Linked DNA regions of Mus musculus: regions 1 and 2 are each linked to region 3. A link is a contact called in public HiChIP or PLAC-seq data. All regions are on one chromosome and are shown on one strand. The core of a region is the stretch at or near the end of the contact, and the rest is flanking DNA. Distances in the headings are between cores, read along the strand shown. Region 1 has its middle 64 kb from the start of Rnf24. Region 2 holds the start of Adam33 (a disintegrin and metallopeptidase domain 33). Region 3 holds the start of Mavs (mitochondrial antiviral signaling protein).

The links. HiChIP or PLAC-seq counts read pairs in DNA pulled down with a chosen protein or histone mark.
Region 1: an H3K4me3 HiChIP or PLAC-seq map of bone marrow-derived macrophages shows a contact between it and region 3, with 2.9 times the contacts expected there. The contact joins the enhancer-like site here to the promoter of Mavs in region 3. A contact is called at or near these places in 1 of 39 promoter capture datasets (hippocampal neurons), 1 of 15 datasets of contacts at CTCF or cohesin (pro-B cells), 2 of 484 Hi-C or Micro-C datasets (bone marrow-derived macrophages and memory CD8 T cells), 5 of 115 datasets of contacts at active chromatin or transcription factors (astrocytes, bone marrow-derived macrophages, embryonic stem cells and 2 more) and 4 of 9 other capture datasets (adipose tissue, embryonic stem cells, liver and 1 more).
Region 2: an H3K27ac HiChIP or PLAC-seq map of embryonic stem cells shows a contact between it and region 3, with 7 read pairs. The contact joins the promoter of Adam33 here to the promoter of Mavs in region 3. A contact is called at or near these places in 11 of 39 promoter capture datasets (the C10 cell line, the HPC-7 cell line, Sertoli cells and 7 more), 2 of 15 datasets of contacts at CTCF or cohesin (the NIH/3T3 cell line and pro-B cells), 8 of 484 Hi-C or Micro-C datasets (the G1E-ER4 cell line, bone marrow-derived dendritic cells, bone marrow-derived macrophages and 4 more), 17 of 115 datasets of contacts at active chromatin or transcription factors (the 230-238 cell line, bone marrow-derived macrophages, craniofacial prominence and 8 more) and 5 of 9 other capture datasets (adipose tissue, embryonic stem cells, liver and 2 more).

The regions. Positions count from the first base shown.
Region 1 is chr2:131,415,433-131,418,167 of GRCm38.p6, reverse strand. No RefSeq gene overlaps it. Among named protein-coding and RNA genes, the nearest start is that of Rnf24, 64 kb to the right of the region's middle. Within about 2 kb of position 1,472, at least 33 of the 459 cell types and tissues checked have an H3K27ac peak or open chromatin away from gene starts, as enhancers often do. A contact at or near this core is called in bone marrow-derived macrophages, where this site is marked.
Region 2 is chr2:131,062,436-131,065,152 of GRCm38.p6, reverse strand. Adam33 (a disintegrin and metallopeptidase domain 33) reads left to right here and starts at 1,339. Exons shown (of 21, transcript NM_033615.3): 1 at 1,339-1,738. The coding sequence starts at 1,639.
Region 3 is chr2:131,232,668-131,235,367 of GRCm38.p6, reverse strand. It overlaps Mavs (mitochondrial antiviral signaling protein), which reads right to left and starts at 1,305. Exons shown (of 7, transcript NM_001206385.1): 1 at 1,241-1,305.

The DNA.
Region 1 (2,735 bases), core at 223-2,722, 180 kb before region 3:
TGCAGACAGGAAGCCATTGAAGATTGAGCCCTTACAAACTGTGATAAACATATGATAGGTAGATGCTGAAGTATAGCTCTTCACAGTTGATGGCTTCTGGCTGGGTGGGGGTGGGGGAGGACACATTTTTTTAAGGGGTTGGCCACTGAGAGTTTGGCCATGCTCCAATGCGTACATGGACAACACACATTGGACTTGGTGGATTGTTTTGCTTTGGTTTTTTGTTTTTTGTTTTTTGTTTTTTTTGAGAGTGGGGGAAGGGTGGGAGGGTGGGCCTGGAAGAATAGGGAGCGAGTATGCTGGGATGCAGTGTACGAAATTCCCAAATAATTAATAAAAACATTATGTTGCGGGGGTGGGGAAATTTCCTTTTCTCAGAGTCAAAATAGTACAAGGCATGCACATGGACCACATGGGCACAAAAGGAATGACACTGACATGGGCTTTCTGTCATTGCCACCAGATCAGGTTGGCAAGAAATCCTCATCAATGACCTACAGTCTAAAGCAGCTGTGGAAGGGTCACTGACCCAGAAACCTCAGGTAGACTGAGAAACCCTGGACAGGAGATGACCTGACTGATAACAACTGTGGGGGCTTCCCAACAGGAGATAGGCATCCCAAACCTGATACAACCTACCACTTCCAGGCTGCAGAGGAGCTGATCTGCAGATGGAATCTTCCATCCCCAAAGTTCCCCTTTTTCAGCCTAAAAACCTACAATGCCCTCACACAATACACACTTCATCTCCACTTCCGCAGAGAGACTGCAGCTCTTCAGTCTTGAATAAAGAATAAATCTTTTTCTAGAGAGGCCCACCTCCTTTCTCCTATTTCCAGGTTGCCTCTATCAGTCTTGATCTACTACCTGTATCCAGAGTGTGTATCCATCTCTGTTCATGACATCTACCTCAGGAGATAGCATGCCTAAAACTGCCTGGAGAGATATTGTTTAAAGAGATGTCCTGAGAAAGCCTAGCTGAGGAGCTAGGACCTTGTGGAAGGTTGGAAGCGGTGGTGGTGGAGTGGTAGAGATCTCTTTCTCTTCAAGGGCCTGCCTGGAAGTGCAGAACTGCAGGTGTGGGGCCCGTGAGAGTCAGATGAGCACCCAGATGAATCCAGCAGGTAGCTAATCCCCGTGGAGGGATCCACAGTCCAGTAAAGACCATCCAGAAGAGAGGAGGTAAGAGAGTGGAGTAAAACCAAGGCAGCCCAAGGGAGATGATCCCATGGCTGATGCATTCAGAATCTGCCCTGTACAGAGGAAGTAGCCCTGGAGACCAGCGATGGGGACCTGGCAAATCTTCACGGCAGGTGGACAGACACACAGCTCATCTCCCCCTCCCCAAAGGTCTTCCTTGAGGAAGACATCGCTAAAAAGAGGACAAAGCTGAGACTGACATGAGCCCTGAAGCCTGTTCCCTGGTGAGTCTACATCGGCTCAACAGTGAGCTGCAGAGGCTGCAGTTGCCACAAGGAGGCATCTTTGAGCCTAGGACCAGGCACCCGCACACTCTTCCCCTTGAGATTTTGCTCTGTGGAATCTCAACCAAGGGCTGTTTTCTCTTTCAGTGAGGGTTCCTTGGATTGAGAGGGGGCGCAATGCCTTTACCTCAGTCAACCAAGTTTAAGTGTCGAAACTGGTAGCCTGTGCTCTAATAACCTGACCTTCACATTCTCCTAACCATGGCCTCAGACAGCTGGACTTAGCCCACCATAGCTATGCAGAGCACATGCCATGTATCGGACCTTTGACAAGATAAGGGGTCATTCAGCAAGCAGATTGGAACAGCTCTGTCCCTTCAAGCCAGGTGTGGTGGTACATGTCTATAATCCTGGTAATCAGGAGGCTAAGGCAGGAAGGCAGGCAATTGTGAATTGGAAACCACCCTAAACTATCCAGCAGACATTGTCTAAACAAACACCCTCCTGCCATAATCCCTAGCATTCAGGAGTCAGAATAAGAGTATATTGAGCCGGGCGTGGTGGCGCACGCCTTTAATCCCAGCACTAGGGAGGCAGAGGCAGGCAGATTTCTGAGTTCGAGGACAGCCTGGTCTACAAAGTGAGTTCCAGGACAGCCAGGGCTATACAGAGAAACTCTGTCTCGAAAAACAAAAAAACAAAAAAACAAAAAACAGAGTATATTGAATTTGAGTCCAGTCTGGACTACATAATGAACTCCAGGGCCAGCTAGGCTATATGAAAACACTCTGCCTCAAAAACAAACAAACAAACAAAACATGAACAAAATATACTCATTTATTAAAAAAAACCCACATATCACCTAACTATATGTTGGCTACACAAAATTCACTTCAAATACATTATAGGTGGGCAATAAGAGAAAGGGTGGATGTGTTACACATCACAAACTTAAACGGGCGCAGGAATGGCTATGCTTGTAGCAGAGATACAGATGTGGGAGGATATGAGAGTGAGGCAAATGTCCAAGAACAGTATATAACAATAACATGGTCAATCCAAGAAGACACAGCAATGCTACACGTGTGCAAACAGAGATACAGGGCATATGGAAGGTCAGTTGACATATAGGAAGGAGAAACAAACACATCATAGTTGAAGATTTTAACTTCTCTCTCAGTAACAGACTATCTAGACAGAAAGCCAAGAAGGAGGGCCTAGGGAGAAGGCTTAATAGATTTGATGCACAAGCATAAGGGCCAGAGTTCAAATCCCCAGCACCCATGTAAATGCTAGGCAGAGTAACAGCCC
Region 2 (2,717 bases), core at 90-2,589, 170 kb after region 3:
GACGGGGTCTTGCTGTGTAGCTCCAGCTGCCTCTGAAGTGCTAGAATTACAGACATGAACTACAGATATCTCCCAGTCTCCTCTCATTCTCCCTCCCTGCCCCCTTTGTATACACATTCACCTGTGTGTGCATGTGTGACTCACTCTGAGTTCTTCCAGTGTTACTCTCCATCAGATTTTTTGAGATAGGGTCTCTTACTGAACCTGGACCTCAAACATTTGCCTGTCTCTGTCCAGTCCAACACTTGGCTTACAAGTTTGTGCAATGGTTCTGGCTTTCTCTGATTGCTGGAGACTTGAACTCAAGAACCAACGCAGGTCCTTTACTTACTAAGCCTTCTCCTTGATGACACCCCTCACCCCACTGCCACACACCAGGTCTCCAGGCTGATCTCACACTTTTTCCATATAGGACTTTGAACTTGTCTTTTGCCTCTCTGCTGGGATACAGGTGTGTGCTGCTACACCCAATTTATGGGATGCTGGGGATGGAACTCAGGGCCCCAATCTTGTATCAACTGAGGTGCGCTCGCTCTCTCGCTCTCATTCTCTCTCTCTCTCTCTCTCTCTCTCTCTCTCTCTCTCTCTCTCTCTCCCCCCTCCTTCCCTTCCCTCTCTCTTCCATGAGACTTCTTTCTATATTGCACAGGCTAGCTATCTTGAGTGTCCTGTCTCGATCCAATTGCCTGACCTATCATACTGGTTTTCTGTTTTTGGTTTTGGTTTTTTCGAGACTGGGTTTCTCTGTGTAGCCCTGGCTGTCCTGGAACTCACTTTGTAGACCAGGCTGGCCTCGAACTCAGAAATCCGCCTGCCTCTGCCTCCCGAGTGCTGGGATTAAAGGCGTGCACCACCACGCCTTTAATCCCAGCATTTGATGTTCGAATCGTATAAATGTTTTTTCTTCTGCCGTTGGAACTTTTACATTCCATATTCTCAGAACGAAATTATTAATCATCTTATTTCAAAGTTAAATCTCTTGCTATCCGAAATCATACCAAGTGTACGAAGTGATCTTTTCAACACGAAAGCAATGTCCTTAAAATTTGGGAAAGGGTCCCTCATGCCTGGGGGTCTGTGGTATAGAACAATTCTGTCCTGGCCATCGCTGTTCCTCTGCCCTGTGCCCACCACTGCATTGCCTTTACCAGGAACCACAGACTTCAGCAACGCGGCCACCACAAGACCCCTAGGTACCCAGATGCATCTCAGCTGCAGTGGGACAGCTTCACTGCTGTGGGACACTAGGTGCAGGTAGACAGATCCTGGGTAGAAAGGAGAATCCAGATGTCACTAGGGAGACTGCGACCAGAGATGTGTGCTAGGCAGACAGAGCAGCTGTGGGGATCACTTAGCTAGTGCCTCTATTCAGCACCAGAGAGGTTCTCTAAGAACCTTCCCGGACTTTCCGCCCTCGCCTCCCTTGGCCAGCGTGGATAGGATTGTTGCAGATAACGCCAGGGAGGGTCATCCTGGCTCCCGCAGCGCGGACTCCTGTTTTGCGGGCCAGGGTAGGGCCACACTCCTGCGCTCCTGTGAGGTGGCGCGAGGCCCGCTGAGGGCGGGAGGAGGCGGCCCCCTCTAGCCGGGGTGGAGCCAACAGCACAGCAAGAGTGAGAGGGAAAGGCACTCCCAGCCATGGGCTCGAGGTGCGGGAGACCCGGGGGGTCTCCGGTGCTGCTATTGCTGCCGCTGTTGCTGCCCTCGTGTCCGCTGCGGAGCGCTCGGATGTTTCCAGGTGAGGATACAGGCGGCGGGGGGGGGGGGGGGGGGGGGCGGCTCTAGGGCAGGGTGAAGTGGTGGTGGTCATGGGTTCCAGTGCAACTACAGAACATAGAGTTCCCGACCCTCGGCTACCTGGCCAGGACAGGATGTGGGAAGGGTCTGTGCTCCTGGTAAGGGTTGGCCCTGGAGCAGACTTGCCCACACTTACTTAGCAAAGCAAATAGGCAACACTACCCTTTCCTCAGTGCTGCCCAGCTCTGTCCGGAAGCTTCTGCACTTCCAAACTGCCAGGCCAGAGTGTCTCCCTGCTCCTGGAAGGACCTGGGGTCCTTGGAGTCCTGGTCTGCCCACAGGCCTAGCTGTCTCATTCGGCTCGTCCTCTTCTCATGCTGGGTCTGGGCAGTGTGTATGGTGTTTATACAGTTGCCTTATGTGGCAGTTCTTCAAACAGGGGTGTCTGCCTAGCCGTGCCTGGGGCTACCACTTTCTCTTCCTACTGTAACCTCTCCTTACTCCGGGACGACAGGGCTCTTAGCATCTCCAAGCCTGTAGGGTGAATCTCCAAACTCCACATAGCAAGCACTAGGCTGGCCAGAAGGCAGAAGGACCACCGGGGAGGAGGCAGTAAGGGCTGAGGGCTGGATATTGGGCAGTCTGGAAACCACCCCATATCTGTTGACTGCTGCTTCCGTAAGGCTTCTGAGGGGGCTGACTGACAGCTGTATTGCCTTTAGCCTGCGGATAGTTAATGGTGAGGAGAGAGAGCCTCTGTGTTTCCTAATGCAGACTGGCTTCCTCAGTTTCCACTTTAGTCCACCGGACTCCTAGCTTGCCTCCTTCCTTGTCTTGCAGGGCTGCACAGAGAACACTCACACCTGAATCCTTATCCTGCACCCTTGGTAATCCGAGGCCAGCAAGACTTGGTTCTCCATACTCAGTTAAGCCTTCTCTTGGCGGAGAGATCTTTAACCTCCAGGAAGGCTTCTCTGTCC
Region 3 (2,700 bases), core at 56-2,555:
AAAAATGAGGCCTCTGTAGAGGCCAGCCTGATGAAACCCTTCCTCCCCCTTTCCCAGGTCACCTAGAAAGATGTGACGATGAGGGAGTCAAATTATTGGTTTTCTGCAGTCCAACCACAACTCTGAATGCAGCCTGGGGGCGGGGAGTGGCATGGAGCCCCACCAAAAGCAGAGGAAGCTCACAGTTATTCATTTCTCGAAGGTTCTCTGTTAACAGAGGCAGCCTGAGGTCCTTTTACTTATGTCCTTTAACACAATCACAAGAGAGGAAGTGATACCAAGCTACACGGCTGACCTGCAGTGTGGAATTTGTACCCAGACTTGTTGCCATGACCTAACAGCATAGAGGTCCCTGCAGCAGGAAAACCACAAAGCCCCTCTTTACACCAAGGTCACTGCCTGGGGATGTGACTATAGGGTGAGAAGATGCAGCATTTAGGCTCTTTGAAGACATAAAAGTCTCTCAGACACAACTGGCATCAATGCTGCCCTTACTGACATTCACCTGAGTTCTGAGATCGAGGCTGAATGCCCTTCAAGTTTTTGAAGCTTCCCGGTATCCAAAGAACATTGTTTTCTGCTTTCTTTTGATTTCATCCTTTTCCTCAAACTTCTTTCTTATATCAGACCCTTTCTTATAACAGAAAGGGAGGTGGCAAGAGTGTCCTGGACACAGCAAAGCTTCCGACCTGACTTCCACAGAGCTTCTGTCCGGGTCGTGGAAATAAATATCCACACTCCCGAGGGACAAGTCTCCTGGCCTCGGACTAGATTCCTGTCGGGACTCAGGTCTCCAAGTGCAGGGAGGCTGTTTTGAACAGATGTTATTGCCTGCAACTGCCCAGATCCAGGATCAGGCCGTAGCCCGGACTGGCAGGCCTACTCCCTGGCGCGGCTGCCACAGGTCGTTGCTCGTAGCCAGGCCTCGCTCGAGTCACCAGGGCCTGGGAGAAGCAGGGGGCACTCCGAGGTTCTTTCTGTCCAGCCTGGGCAAACTCTCGGCACCACCTACCTGCTTGCTAAAGGTGCTGGATGCGGATCAAGGAACTGCCGGGGTCGCGAATCCGTGTGTGGCCGACCTCATTCTCCCCTAGTTCAGGAGCCTCTCCGACCCCACGCGCCCAGGCCCAGGGCGCCCATGCGGACTCCCAGGCGTAACTGGCCCTAGCCAAGGTTCCCTCCCTGAAGGATCTCAGTGAACACAGAGTCCTGAGCACCGACGCCCAGGCTGCAAACTTACCAAGAGAAACCAGACTAGGCAACAGGTTGACCGCGTTCGACTGTGCAGAGCCCTCGCAGATGAAGGGGGCGGGACGAAGCCAGCCACGCAGCTATTGGTCAGGCGTGGGGAGGAGGGGCGGGATCGGAAGCGCAGTCATTGGCCTGGCAGAGCCAGACTGTGATAGAGTTGGAAGTACGGCTGTTGGCTGGGCTGGGGATGCCTGGGCGGAGCTGAGCTAGGCCGGTCGCAGGGCCAGTGGATGAGTCCTGATGTTCCGGAGCGGCTGGTCTAGCGGCTGGTGCCCCGCAGGCCTTGCTTGAGGTCTCTTCTGATTTCCTGCAGGTGCATTAGGGAGATTGTTTCTTCCTGCTTAGTCTAGAACACTTTTCAGGGGAAGTCCAGATACCCAGAAAACTGCAGTTCTTAGATTCCGTTCCATTCCTCAGGCAAAGCAGATCTTCTAGCCAAGTACTGGAGGAGAGAGGGTCTTCATGTGATCTGCTCCTATGTCTCCAGTGCTCCATAAACGTAGTGTCGCACAAAATGTCATAGGGACATGAGTGCCTAGCCAGATGACACCAGCTGGGCTGGTAGGAACAGGATGCAGCAAAAGACTGCATCTATCTGGGGATATGCACCAAGCTACAACCGCTTATAGCTCCAACACCAGGGTAACCCGACTCCTCTGACCTCCACTGGCTTACAGAGACAAAGGAACGAAAGCTTTTCGCTTCCAGTCAATTCTTTCAACCAGAAGTAAAAAACGAACATAGTTAAAAAGAAATCAGTTACCTCAGCACGGCTAGATGGTAGAAATGTCTTATAACTCGATGTAGGTGGAGAGTACGCAGCTGGAGCACATGTAAAAATATATCAACTGGGGCTGGTGAGATGGCTCAGCAGGTAAGGGCACTTTTTGCCAAGCCAGAGATCTGAGTCTGACCACTGTAATCTGCATAATGGAAAGAGAACTAACTCCAAAAAGCATTGGCATTTATCACCCCTCCCATCATAAATATAAAACAGGAAAAAAGCTGAAAAATGCATCAATGACATACTTAATGCTATAATCTCCTATCTAATACAGTTTTAAAGACAAGCCTAAGGGAGCACTGAGGTTAGAGCTGCCACCATGCTGGAACTCTTTGAATGAAATTAGATTTTATTACTGTTTGTTTTAGTTAGGGTTCCCGTTGCTATGAAGAGACATCATGAGCATGGCAACTCTTAGAAAATTTAATTGGCATTTGCTTACAGTACAGAGGTTTAGTTCAATGTGGTCATGGCAGGAAGCAAGGTGAAGTAGGCACCATAGCAGGCAGACATGGTGCTGTAGAGGGGCGGAGAGTTCTGCCTCTGCATCCTCAGGCAGCAAGAAGGAAGAGCAAGTCACTGAGCCTAGGTGGAGCTTCTGAATTTCTTCAACAAGGCCACACCCACTCCAATAAAGCCTCATCTCCTAATAATGCCACTCCCTA